Regions from separate parts of the Mus musculus genome. Here all the other regions are linked to region 3. Evidence: chromatin contacts called from public Hi-C and HiChIP or PLAC-seq data. All regions are on one chromosome and are shown on one strand. The core of a region is the stretch at or near the end of the contact, and the rest is flanking DNA. Distances in the headings are between cores, read along the strand shown. Region 1 overlaps Ubxn7 (UBX domain protein 7). Region 2 overlaps Pcyt1a (phosphate cytidylyltransferase 1, choline, alpha isoform). Region 3 holds the start of Tctex1d2 (Tctex1 domain containing 2).

Evidence for each region. A called contact is a pair of places that touch in the nucleus more often than the background predicts. HiChIP or PLAC-seq counts read pairs in DNA pulled down with a chosen protein or histone mark.
Region 1: a Hi-C map of bone marrow-derived macrophages shows a contact between it and region 3, with 39 read pairs. The contact joins the enhancer-like site here to the promoter of Tctex1d2 in region 3. A contact is called at or near these places in 8 of 39 promoter capture datasets (the 3T3-L1 cell line, the HPC-7 cell line, HPC-7-derived erythroid cells and 4 more), 3 of 15 datasets of contacts at CTCF or cohesin (CD8 T cells, the G1E-ER4 cell line and the NIH/3T3 cell line), 7 of 484 Hi-C or Micro-C datasets (ECoMG-derived neutrophils, bone marrow-derived macrophages, brown adipocytes and 4 more), 3 of 115 datasets of contacts at active chromatin or transcription factors (the 230-238 cell line, the HPC-7 cell line and embryonic stem cells) and 4 of 9 other capture datasets (adipose tissue, liver, macrophages and 1 more).
Region 2: a contact with region 3 is called in an H3K4me3 HiChIP or PLAC-seq map of intestinal crypt epithelium, with 6 read pairs. The contact joins the enhancer-like site here to the promoter of Tctex1d2 in region 3. A contact is called at or near these places in 9 of 39 promoter capture datasets (the C10 cell line, the HPC-7 cell line, embryonic stem cells and 5 more), 1 of 15 datasets of contacts at CTCF or cohesin (CD8 T cells), 11 of 484 Hi-C or Micro-C datasets (the Ba/F3 cell line, CD8 T cells, the G1E-ER4 cell line and 6 more), 3 of 115 datasets of contacts at active chromatin or transcription factors (bone marrow-derived macrophages, embryonic stem cells and intestinal crypt epithelium) and 3 of 9 other capture datasets (adipose tissue, liver and pancreatic islet).

The regions. Positions count from the first base shown.
Region 1 is chr16:32,368,820-32,372,985 of GRCm38.p6, reverse strand. Ubxn7 (UBX domain protein 7) reads right to left here. Exons shown (of 11, transcript NM_177633.4): 5 at 3,559-3,671; 6 at 446-592. Among named protein-coding and RNA genes, the nearest start is that of Tm4sf19, 30 kb to the left of the region's middle. Within about 2 kb of position 1,440, at least 2 of the 459 cell types and tissues checked have an H3K27ac peak or open chromatin away from gene starts, as enhancers often do. A contact at or near this core is called in bone marrow-derived macrophages, where this site is marked.
Region 2 is chr16:32,461,481-32,465,519 of GRCm38.p6, reverse strand. Pcyt1a (phosphate cytidylyltransferase 1, choline, alpha isoform) reads right to left here. Exons shown (of 9, transcript NM_009981.4): 4 at 3,403-3,519; 5 at 2,338-2,489. Among named protein-coding and RNA genes, the nearest start is that of Slc51a, 24 kb to the left of the region's middle. Within about 2 kb of position 1,934, at least 24 of the 459 cell types and tissues checked have an H3K27ac peak or open chromatin away from gene starts, as enhancers often do. A contact at or near this core is called in the G1E-ER4 cell line and intestinal crypt epithelium, where this site is marked.
Region 3 is chr16:32,418,428-32,422,749 of GRCm38.p6, reverse strand. Tctex1d2 (Tctex1 domain containing 2) reads right to left here and starts at 3,048. Exons shown (of 5, transcript NM_025329.4): 1 at 2,823-3,048. The coding sequence starts at 2,941.

The DNA of each region.
Region 1 (4,166 bases), core at 191-2,690, 48 kb after region 3:
ATATTTCCCGAGCGCCCTAAGATCTTTTACACACAGCCAGTGGCCTTATATAGCTATTAAATAGATAAAATAGTCTAATTTAAGGTGGCATGTGCTATAAGCATGAAATACATACCTTACTTTGAGAATTTAACACACACAGTTAAACAGAAACATAATGCCACTAAAATGTTAATGTTCTATCATACATTGACTTAAAACATATGATTAAAGTTAATTTCCCTTTTCCCTTGAATTTTTTTCAGATGGTACTTCTAGAGAAATGTCAACTGTGTGGCTTAAACTATGTTTCTACTGAGCTGTGGAGCTGTAGATAGTCTTGTCAAGGTGCTCCTGAAGTATGATTGAACTCACTTTTTCCAGTTTATAGCCCCATTCTGCCTCTACAACATCCTATACTATAAAAACAAATACTAAGAAAGCTTTAATTAACTGTTGTTCTCACCTGCCAGAAAATGAAATGTTCCCGGATAATATTCTTCACAGCTTCATTGCTCCATACATCACGGTTGAGGCACTGGCATGCAAAGTCTTGTACATTTTGAATGTTTATCATCAGCCACTTATTCTGCATCTGGCCACACTCTTTGGCCTGTAAGAGTAAAATTTCCATATAGACACTTAGCACACTTTTAAAAATGACACTGAGGACTCATCAGTTCTCTGTGCAGAGCACAGTGGTTAATACATAAATTCACAATTGGCCAAAGTGAGGAGACAAGCATCAGTGGCGTGCTCAGGCACACATGGGACATCTAGAGTACTGTCCCTCCTAGCGCTAGGCTTAGGGACCATCATGAAAGAGAGAGTTAAAGTTTTAAGAGCCAGACATTGGAGAGGACCAGACTACAACATTTATCTTCCGGACCATGACAGGACAACATTCTAGCCTGGGGTATGAAGGAAAAGATATGAGTCCCCAACTGAGGAGCTACTGACAGATGATGGCTGCTGGGGCAGGGAGAACCAATTCTATCATCCCTGGTAGAGTGACCATGCTCCAGTGGATGTCCTCTGGACCATCAGGGTAAGAATAGCACATACTGGACTTGATGGTTGTTGACAAGGCAGAGACAGGGGCTACAAAAGTTAAGAGGAATGCCCAGGTTGAGTGTGAATCTGTGTGTTAGAGAAATAGGGGATAAATATGATAAAAATATATTGTAACAAATTCTAAGAGGGTACACACCTTAAACGCACTGTGTAGGCAGAGACATGTAATACATACTGAGTTCCAGGGCTACAAAGAGAAACCTTGTCTCACATCCTGCTGTCTCCCCCAAAAGAAATTATCAATGATTAGTAAGGATAGTTTTAAAAATATCTAGAGGCTGGGCTGCAGTCTAGAAGTTAAAAAGTAGTTGATGCTCTCATGGAGAAATGGAATTTGGTTCCTACAACCTATGTCCAATAGCTCACAGCTCAAGGAAATCTGATGCCCTCTGCTGGCCCCCGGGGCAACTTCTATTGCATGTTTATTTATACACACATATGCAAGTAAATAATACAACTTTTAAAATGATATCTAGAATTTTTGGTATTATACAGTACGATTTTACACGTTTAATTCTTGTGGTGGCTGTCAACTTGACTGGTTTAGGAGAAATACAGGACTGGTGAAACGTTCCTGTCTCTTTGCTGTACTTCAGAAAGCACAGATCTGTGGCACATGAGTAGGAAAAAAAGGCCCACTCTGAAGTTAGCCAGCACCAGCCACTAGATGGATGGGAATTGGAGGAAGAAGTGTATATATGTCCATAAGCCCATTTCTTTCTCCATGTACACATGTGGTCATTGGATCATTAGACTCCAGCTCCCTAGTAAGCCTTCAGCACCAGAGTGGAATAGCTGAGACATAGCTTCTTGGATTGAGCAGCTGCTGTGTTCTGTTTCTCTAGTATACAGATAGCTATTGTTGAACCACCAACTTTTACCATTAAGCTAACCTAAGAAGTCGTCACACACCCCCTCCCAGCCAATAACATGCACGATAGTCTAATGACTCTGCCCCTTTAGAAACTTCAGTTAGTACATAAAGCAGAGAAGAGAATCTAAGAATCTTGGCTTCTAGCTAGCTGCTTGTGCCCCACCTATGAAACTGTGCTGCCCATTTTCTGCAATAGTCTTCCCCCTCAACAAACCTTCCCTAGAAATGTCAAATATATTGAAGGTATAATAGTTTTAATTTTTATCAAGTTTGTTTGTTTTTAAAGATTTATATGTTTGAGTGTATATATGTACGTGCCTCCTGGCTTTGGGGACCAGAAGGAAGCATCATATCCCTTGGGACTGCAGTTAAAAGCCACCATGTGGGTGCTGGGAACTGAACCTGGGTCTTCTGCAAGAGCAACAAATAATCTTAATTGCTAAGCCATATCTCTAGCCCTTGTTGTTTTCTTGATGACAGATATTCTCACTATGGTGATACAATCAACTACACCTGCCCTTTTTGGGGTTATCTTTTTGTGTACTGTATAAAGACTGTTTTTTATTATACAAATGCTAATTTCTGGCTACATCATATTTTATAAATACCCCCTATATCATCCTCTGATTGGTTTAATAAAATGCTGATAGCCTATAGCAAAGAAGGAGAGAATAGGTGGGACTTCCAGCAGACAGGAACTATGGGAGTCAGACACAGAGGAAGAAGCACACAGGGACTAAAAGACAGGTAACTAATGAGCCATGTGGCAGAACACAGATTAACATATATGGGTTAATTTAAGTTATAACAGCTAGTTGGAAAGAGGCCTACACAAAAACCTTAAGCATTAATAATTAATAAATATAAGTCTTCCTGTCTTTATTCAGAGGTGGAGGACACAGAAAACCCCTAACAGTTACAAGTCCCAGGAAGTTTTCCTCTGCCTTTAGGAAAGCTAAAGCCAGGAAGACCAGGGGAGAATGTATTCTGCAATTAGATACACATACATGTACTTCCAACATTCCCATTACAGGTCTGAAACAACAAATAGCAAATATGCACAAATTTAATGCACTGCCACACTGAGACCAAACTTTTATAATGTCAGGCATGACAGCAAAACTAGTACAAATTCTTTTTCCTTCTTCATAATTTCATACATAATCCATTCTTCATTTATTGCCAGTTGAAATAGAAGTCAGTGTAACCCTTAAGTATATTATGCAGAAATAGTTAAGATACCAATTTTTTATATAAATGATTTTTTTTTCTCCTAGAAAATAAGACACAAGGTGCCGGGCAGTGGTGGCGCATGCCTTTAATCCCAGCACTTGGGAGGCAGAGGCAGGTAGATTTCTGAGTCCAAGGCCAGCCTGGTCTACAGAGTGAGTTCCAAGACAGTCAGGAATACATAGAGAAACCCTGTCTCGAAAAACCAAAACCAAAACAAACAAAGACACAAGTTAAATAGAGGACACAGAGACAGGCCAATCTCTGATTTTTTGACCAGCCTAATCTATACAATATGTCCAGGCCCCATGATAAGACACTGTCTCAAAAATAAAACAAATAAGACACTGAAATGGTAAAAACGATTCATAGTTATAACACAGAATCTCTTAACAACTTACTGTTTCAAAGCTGCCCTTGTGCATCAAGTCGATTGGGGGCCGAAATAGATCTGCAAGGGTGGTTAGTTTCTTATCTATTGCTCCTCCATTTCTTAATTCCTGTTCCTGCCTAACTGCAACACAGAAAGATGGAGAAGTTTTAATTAACCATAAAATGTAAGTGCTAAGTTACATAATAAACCAAAGATCTTCTATTGACTGAAGAATACTGAACAGCATGCGTGGCCTCAAATACAAAAAGCTAACGATGACTGGAAAAAAAATGCAAAGAGGAGTTAAAAAAAATAAAATCAGGATTTAAAGGTTGTTCTCTAGGCCAAAGGATAAAAAGAGAAAATTAAATTAGTTACAAATAGTCATATTGGGCCAGGCTTACAATCAAAGCTACCTGGGAGGCTAACACAAGAAAAATCAAAGGTTCAAGACCAACCTCCACCCAACTTACTGAGAGACTACCTCACAATAAGAAGAAAAGCTAGTTGGGGATCTAGCTAATAGTACCTATCTAGTATACATGAGACCCTCCCTGTGTTTAGTCCCCAGCATCATTAAAAACAAATACGAATTCACTATGAGATGAGGATTCACCGGAGTGGTAGAGTGTTTGC
Region 2 (4,039 bases), core at 685-3,184, 44 kb before region 3:
AGACGTGACAATGTGCACACTGGCTTTTCAAGCTTGAAGGTCTCTAACTAGGGTAATAAATCCATCTCTCAGTTGGACGTGGTGGCGCACGCCTTTAATCCCAGCACTCGGGAGGCAGAGGCAGGCAGATTTCTGAGTTCAAGGCCAGCCTGGTCTACAAAGTGAGTTCCAAGACAGCCAGGGCTACACAGAGAAACCCTGTCTCGAAAACCAAAAAAACCAAAAAACCGGAAAAAAAAAAAAAAAAAAAAAAAAAAACCCAAAAAAATAAATCCATCTCTCTCTCTCTTTTTAAAAGATCTATTTATTTATTATATACAGTGTTCTGCACATATATCTGCATGTCAGAAGAGGGCACCAGATCTCATTACAGATGGTTGTGAGCTACCATGTGGTTGCTCAGGGTCTCTGGAAGAGCAATCAGTGCTCTCAACCTCTGAGTCATCTCTCTAGCCCTAAATCCATTTCTTTAAAGCCCACCCTTGTAGAAGGCATGCTTTATGTGGGAGAACTCAAAGGCCCCTGGGAGTTTTAAAATAATTATTTACTTCTTAAATAAGAGTAAAAACACCCTTGGTTTCTGATTGCACACAATTCCTAGCCCCAAATCAAAGCTGAAAGTAAAATTAACATAAGAAAACATGCAGGCTGGTGAGATGGCTCAGGGGGTAAGAGCACTGATTGCTCTTCTCAAGGTCCTGAGTTCAAATCCCAGCAATCACATGGTGGCTCACAACCAGCTGTAATGAGATCTGACACTCTCTTCTGGTGTGTCTAGAGACAGCTATAGTGTGCTTATTTATAATAATAAATAAATCTCTGGGCCGCAGGGAGCAGGGACTGAGCAAGTGGAGTTGACCGGAGCGAGCGGGGCTGACCAAGTGGGCAGAGGTCCTAAAAATTCAATTCCCAACAACCACATGAAGGCTCACAACCACCTGTACAGCTACAGTGTACTTACATACATAAAATAAATAAATAAACAAATCTTTTAGAAAATGCACTATTTCTTAAAATGTGAAGCTTTCCTCTTTTTAATTTATTTTTTGTTTTTTAAAAGGTTTTGTTTTAGCCGGGCGTGGTGGCACACGCCTTTAATCTCAGCACTCAGGAGGCAGAGGCAGGCGGATTTCTGAGTTCTAGGCCAGCCTGGTCTACAAAGTGAGTTCCAGGACAGCCAGGGCTTTACAGAGAAACCCTGTCTCAAAAAAACCAAAAAAGGTTTTGTTTTTATATTTTGTATATGCATGAGTGTGTTGCCTGGTTTGTGTTTATGCAACACATGTATGTCTGTGTCCCTGGAATCCATGGAGGCCAGGAGGTGCTGGATCCTCTGGGACTGGAGTTACACTCTTGTGAACTACCATGTGGGTGTTGGAAACCAACCCCAGGTCCTGTGCAAGAATAGAAAGTGCTCTTAATCACAGAGTTATTATTTGTATGTGCATGTACATGTGTGTGTGTGTACACGTACATGTATGTACCAGTGCCTATGGAGCCTGGAAGACATTGGAAGCCCTGAAGCTGGAATTACAAGCCTCTGAAAGCCACCCCGTGTGGGTGCGGGGAACATTCTGGCCTTTGAAAGGATGAAAGCACTCCTAACTGTTGAGCATCTCTCCATCTCTTGGCCTCCTTGAGACAAGGTCTTTGTTATGTAGCTCAAGCTGGCCTCAAACTTTCCTGCTTCAGTCCCTTGGCTTTAGAATATAAACATATTTTTTTACATTTATTTTGTATGTGTTCATTTGTTCATACATTTGTGTATGTAGGCCAGGGGACAACTTGCAGGAGTTAAGATCTCATCTGGACCCAGCATGTGGGTCCAGGGTTCAACTTTAGGTCATCAAGCCAGGCACCAACTAACTGCCTCTCCCTGCTGAGCCACCTTACTAACCCAGAGAGATAAGCTTCATGTGTAAGCCTAGAACTATGAATAGACCAGAGATTGCCACACCATAAAAGGAGGACACACCTATTGAGTGGGGAAAGCGTCTTGTAGTTAGACGGCTCATTTAAGTCCTGTAACAGTAACCTGGAGCTCATTGTTCAGTCTCTCTGCACCTTGTTCTCCATGTGTAAATGGAGATACTAACTATCCCCACAGGGCAGCTGTGGGAAGCAACTAGAACACAGTGACAATAAAGTGCTTGTAAACCATCAGATCTCACATAAATGTCAGCAGTGGCCACTATTATAGTAATAACACAGTCGTCATCTCTATGTGAAACTTACATAGAAGGCATAAATGAAGTATAACAAATGGAAAACCAGCCTTCTCCCCCAAACAGTGAGGGGGTGTTGGAACTAGGAATGATTACTTGCGGCCAGTCTTACCCGGTGCTCTGCCAGGAACTCAGGCGTCAGAGTCCAGGGGGCGTTCCGCACCACCTCGTCCACGTAGCGGCAGTGCTGCACGGCGTCATAGCGCTCATTCTCGTTCATCACAGTGAAGCCCTTGAAGTTGTGCGTTAGCTCATCACTGCAGACTGCATCACAGCATCACACAGTTGTAAGTCAAGGTCCCTGTCTAACCCTCCTCGTCAACAACCCTTCCCATCGTCTCCTACTTTCTAGGTCTGTGACAATGCCTACCCCATCTTCAACCAATATGGAGAAGGATCTTCTGTATGTACCTCAGCCTGGGTGACAATGTCCTTCCTAATCTAAGACTAACCTTCAGGATTAACACTTGCTATAGTAAGGCTCACACTTTTGAAAAGGGTAAAATATGGAACTCAGATCTTGACTTTGAAATGAGCCCGCTCTGTATTTCTACACCAGTGAGGGTTTTAAAACTGTATTGGAGCTGGAGAGATCTCTCCGCAGCTAAGAGCTGGCTGCTCTTATAAACTACCTGAGCTTGATTCCCAGCACCGACATGGTGGCTCCCGACTGTCTGTAACTCCAGTCCCATGGGATCTGATACCTTCTCTAGTTTCCTTGGGCACCAGGCACATGTGGTACAGAAACACACATGAAGACCAACCAACAAACAAAAACCCACCCATATACATAAAATAAAAATTTTAATGTTTTCTTTCCTATTTTCATTTTATAAGATTGGAATTGACCATATAGCATTTGCTTGACAGAATTTTCTTTTGTTGATTCAAAATTGATGCAGCAAAGTCCAGACGCAGTGTTTTTAAGTAGACAACTGGATGAATGCAGCTACGGTATACAACTGTAGACCCTCAGCTGCGAACAGCGAGATCATCTAGGACTTCAGTGAGCCTGTCCTACACAGACTGAATCTAAGACAGAAACTTCATTCCTTTAGTAAAGGAGACCCGGGCCAAACACACAAACAGGAGGGAAATTACTCTTTTTCTGGACGACCCTTAAAGCCGATGGATGGTTTCTTACCTCCCACAATTAGATACGTATTAGGTTTCTTACCTCCCACAATTAGATACGTATTAGGGAAAAGGTTCTTTGCTTGCATCAGAGCCCGGGCATGACCAGAGTGAAACAAGTCAAATATTCCATCCGCATAAACTCTCACAGGCCGCTCACCTAAATCCAAACAAAAAAACTCATTACAAAAACATATTTACTCAGTGCCTCACACCTGACAAACTCAAATAGCACTGTGTGACTTTCATTCTAACAGAGCCTCTCTTGTTAGATGTTCTCTAGGACCAGGCATGGTGACACAGCCATGTAACCTCAGCCAGTTTGGAAGCAGAGGCAGTAAGATTACCAAATTCAAGGCCAGCTTGAACTACAGATCAAGTCAAAGCCAGTCTGGACAACGTAATAAGAGCCTGTCTCAAAATAAAAGTAAAAAGAGTCTGGTATATAACCCTACTGAGATATAAATACACATATGCATATGTACATGTGTATATATACATATATATATTTCAATATACATCTCATATGTATATATAGTGTAGAGGCTTTGAATAAGGCCCTAAGTTCAGTGCCTACTTCTATTAAATATAAAACATAAACATGAGCCATTTTACTAATTGTTTTATAGTCCAACTGTACAGAGGATTGCCTGAACCAAACACAAGAAGGCCCAAAGACT
Region 3 (4,322 bases), core at 1,799-4,298:
GTAGCCTTAATGGTTTTTGTTTTATCTTACACTCTTATTATAAATGTTAAGTTAAGCATGCAAACAATTCATGCCCCACATCTACATCTATGGCCTTCACAAACTTGAGATTGAAATGCATTCCATATCTAATAGGCAACCCAAAATGAACATCCTAGGACAACGTAGCTCAGCTGGTTAAGCATTTGCCTGTTAGGTTGAGGCTCTGGGTTCTGTCAGCAGTGTCACACATAAAATTAGAAAATTTCATATTCAGCTTCTAATAGTCTTGTCTTGCCTAGGCTAGGTCTTCATAGAGTCCTCTCATCTCAGTTTTCCAGGCCCTCAAGCCAAAACCTGGGAATCAATTTTGTTGGTGAGTAAATTCTATCTGTTCTACTTTCAAAATAATCATTCTTACCAATAATCTAAGGTTTGATCATTCTTACCAAGCTACCGTGTCCACTACTCCCATTCTATATTACAGTCTATATGGACTAAGTCCCTGTGCTTTTATTTTTTTAAGATTTACTTATTTTTATCTCCTGTGTATAAGTGTTTTACCCTTGGAACTACATATAGGGATGTTTGTAAGATAACATGTAGGTGCTGGAGGATGGGGGTGGGGTGATGGGACAGACAGGGTTCTCTGCAAGAACAGTAAACCAGGTTAGCCTTGAACTCAGATCCACCTGCCTCTGCCTCCCAAGTGCTGGAATTAAGGCATTCACCACCACTGTCTGGCTTTCATTAGATCTCTAGGGTTTAGGTCTGGGCTGTGGCTCTCAGTGTTTTGTGAAGGGTGGCTCCTGAGCATGCTCAGATTTAGGATTTGATCCCCAGCGTGCACCCACACCGTAGTGGTTCAAACCTGTAATCTTAGTGTGGGTGTTATAGGCAGCAGCATCAGGAATTCAAGCTCATCTCTCTGTATTGGAAGTCTGAAACCAATCTGAGGTGCACAGGATCTTGTCTCAACCTGATTTCAAAATGTGGCCTTATTAAAATAATGTATCTAAGGGTCTGGGAATATAGCTCATCCTTGCACGCATGAGGCTCTGTTTTAAATCCTTAGCACTGACCCAACCCAATATTATTATTTACTTCTTCCCTTAAGCTTTTTTTTTAAAGCGTTTATTTTGTGTCATGGCATGTGTATGGGAATTCGTTTTTTCCTTTCACTACCTAAGTCTCAGGATTGAACTCTGGCATCAGGTTTGAAAACGAGTGCCTTTACCAGCTGAGCCATCTTACTGGCCTGCTTAAGCTTTTTCCTTTTTACACACACACACACACACACACACACACACACACACACACATATATATAATTTTTATGTGTGTTTTCCCCTGTATATATGTGTTTAACTCCTGCTGCCCTTGGGATTACAAACAATTGTGAGCTGCAGTGTGGGTGGTGGGAACCCACGCTGGGTACTCTCCAGGAGGAGCAAATCTCTCCAGCCCTTGCTTATGCTTGTTCAGTCTTTCATAAAATGCTAAGCCGCTCTTCGGACAAGTCACATATGAACTCATAGGATCACTGGCATGTTTGTTACTAACATCATTCTTCACTGTGTACAGAGAAATACAGCTCAATACCATTCTATATATTTAGAACATTTACTGAGGTAACAAAACATGCATTTTTCTATATTCATGTGAAAACGGCTTCGTGAAGCTGCTATGGAAATATAGCCACTCTCCCCTACCTTGTTTGTTGTTGGGTTGTTTTTTTTTTAAGGATTTACTTATTTTATGTCTATGGGTATTTTGTTTGCATGTGTGACTAAGTACCACATGCAACCTCTGCCCACAGAGGCCAGAAGACAGCATCTGATCTTCATGTGGGTGCTGGGAACTCAACCGCAGGCCTCTGGAGGAGTAGTCAGTGCTGTTAACCACTGAGAAATATCTCCAGCCCTCCACCATGATTTTGAGACAGGGTATCTCACTGGGATTTGCAGATGAAGCCAGGATGGCTAGCCAGGGAGTCCTAGAGTCTTGTTTCTCTATTACTGGGACCAAATTCCCATCACCGGGATTACAGTGTACGACGACTTTTTACAGGGGTGCAGGAATTGAACTCAGGTCTTCATGCTTTCAGAGCAAGCAGTGACAGACTGAGCTATCTCTACAGCCCTTCACCAACCAGTTGCATACCCTGGGGACAAAAAAATCCTCTCTTGGGCGCAGTGAGATGGCTAGCTGGTAAAGGGCCTTGTACCCAAACCTGATACCTGGGTTCAATCTCCAGGATCCACATAGTTCAAGAACAGAACAGAACCAATTCCCCAAAGTTATCCCTTGATCCTAAGTAGCATGCATACACCCAAACACTCAGCCACACCCACAAGCACACGAACCTTTTTTTTTCTTTTGTAAGATGAAGTTAGTGATGTATATGTCCTATAGTCTGAACTGACCGCCCTCTTCTAGCAACCTAAGGTGGCGATCGACGCTATATGAAAAGGGCTTTGTAAAGACACAAGTCGGGTGCCAGAAGTAAGCATATCCTTCCTGGCACAGGTATGCACACAGTAACCATAGGAGTACAGCTTGTAAGCCGCTTGTTTCCAGCTTCTATTTTTCCTGTCCCGCGTGCGCACCCCCTAAAGCCTCCAAGAAGTCAACCACTTCCACAGCGCCAGTTTAGGCTCCCGGTAAGACCTGCTAGTCAGACTGCAGAATTCCGTGATGGAGAAATCACTACGTCGGAATGCATAAACCCGCCCAATCCCTTCCCCAGCCCGGCCCCTCTCCGTGTCTCCTTAGGGAAGCTCACGCATCCAAAAGCCCCGGCCCCATCCCCACATCGCCCTCCGTGCCCTGTCTGCTACGCGCCTTTGCTGGAAAATGGGCCTCAGAATGTAGGTGTTCTCAGGCTCCCCTGAGTTCTTGTCGACCTCACTCAAGCCCTCGGAGTGAGCCGATAAGGACAGGCCGCGGAAGGACACAGCCATATCCCTGCGTCTGGTCCAACAGATCTCTAGAAGGAAGTGTGGTCGGTTGCGGCTCCGAAGATCCCGGCACAGGTCGCTAGGGCAACGGGTCTCACACGTGACGTGTGGTGACCACCGCTGCGCCTGCGCACTGGCTGGAGGCCGTGAGCCCGCTGGGAAATGAGTACCAAACCGAGACCAGGACTTTTTAAGAGAAGTTAGGCAACCGACCACTTGCCACTGAGAGGCAGACCAAACCAGACCTAACTTCCTTTTTTTTTTCTTCCTATTTTTTTGAGACAGGATGCAAATAGCTCAGACTGGCCTCTAATTCCTGCCTCCATCTCCCCAGGTTTGGGATAACAGAGTTATCGGTGCCAAGTTCTATGGGTGCTGGAACTAGAACGCTACTGGGTCACAACTGCACACCGTCCCTTCTGGGTTTGGACAACTTGTGAGTTAAAAGTAGGAAACAAGTAGAATTTATATGTAATTTTGCTTTGTTTCCAGACAGGGTTTCTCTAAATCCTCTTGACTGTCTTGGAACTGACTCTGTAGACCATACTGGTTTCAAACGCCCAGAGAGCCACTTGCCTCTGGCTTCTAAATGCTGAGATTACAGGTGTTGGCCACCAAACAGACCCAGCACACATTTTTGTTTGCTTGTTTTTATTTTACATTTTTGTTATACAATATATTCTTAACATGCTTTCCATCTCTACCCCCTTGTGAGGTTCAAAGGAAACTCTAAACTACAAAAGATAGCCCAAATATCCAGATATAAGCTCAAAGTGGAGTAGAGTATTTCTAGCTGTGAGATAAAAGCCCGCATTGCTCAGGAAATTGTGAGACCAATTCCCTTACCTCTGGTAGAAGGGACATAAGCCTACTCAGGCTTATGTGAAGGTATCAAAACACATGCTGGCTTTCCTGAAAGATAGCCTTGACCACATCCAGTCTCCTGTCTATGTTCTAAGTCTACTTCTTTCCCTCTGTACTCTCGACTATTTCAGATGTCTCTGGCTCTTCTCTTTTTGTTTTTTGTTTTTTTAAAGATTTATTTATTTATTATATGAAAGTACACCGTAGCTGTCCAGAAGAGGGAGTCAGATCTTGTTACAGATGGTTGTGAGCCACCATGTGGTTGCTGGGATTTGAACTCCGGACCTTCGGGAGAGCAGTAGGGTGCTCTTACCCACTGAGCCATCTCACCAGCCTGTTTTTTGTTTTTTTGAGACAGGGTTTCTCTGTGTAGCCCTGGCTGTCCTGGAACTCACTCTATAGACCAGGCTGGCCTCGAACTCAGAAATCTGCCTGCCTCTGCCTCCCAAGTGTTGGGATTAAAAGCGTATGCCATCACCGCCCAGCCTGGGGGTTGGGGGGCGGGGAGGGGGCGGCAAGC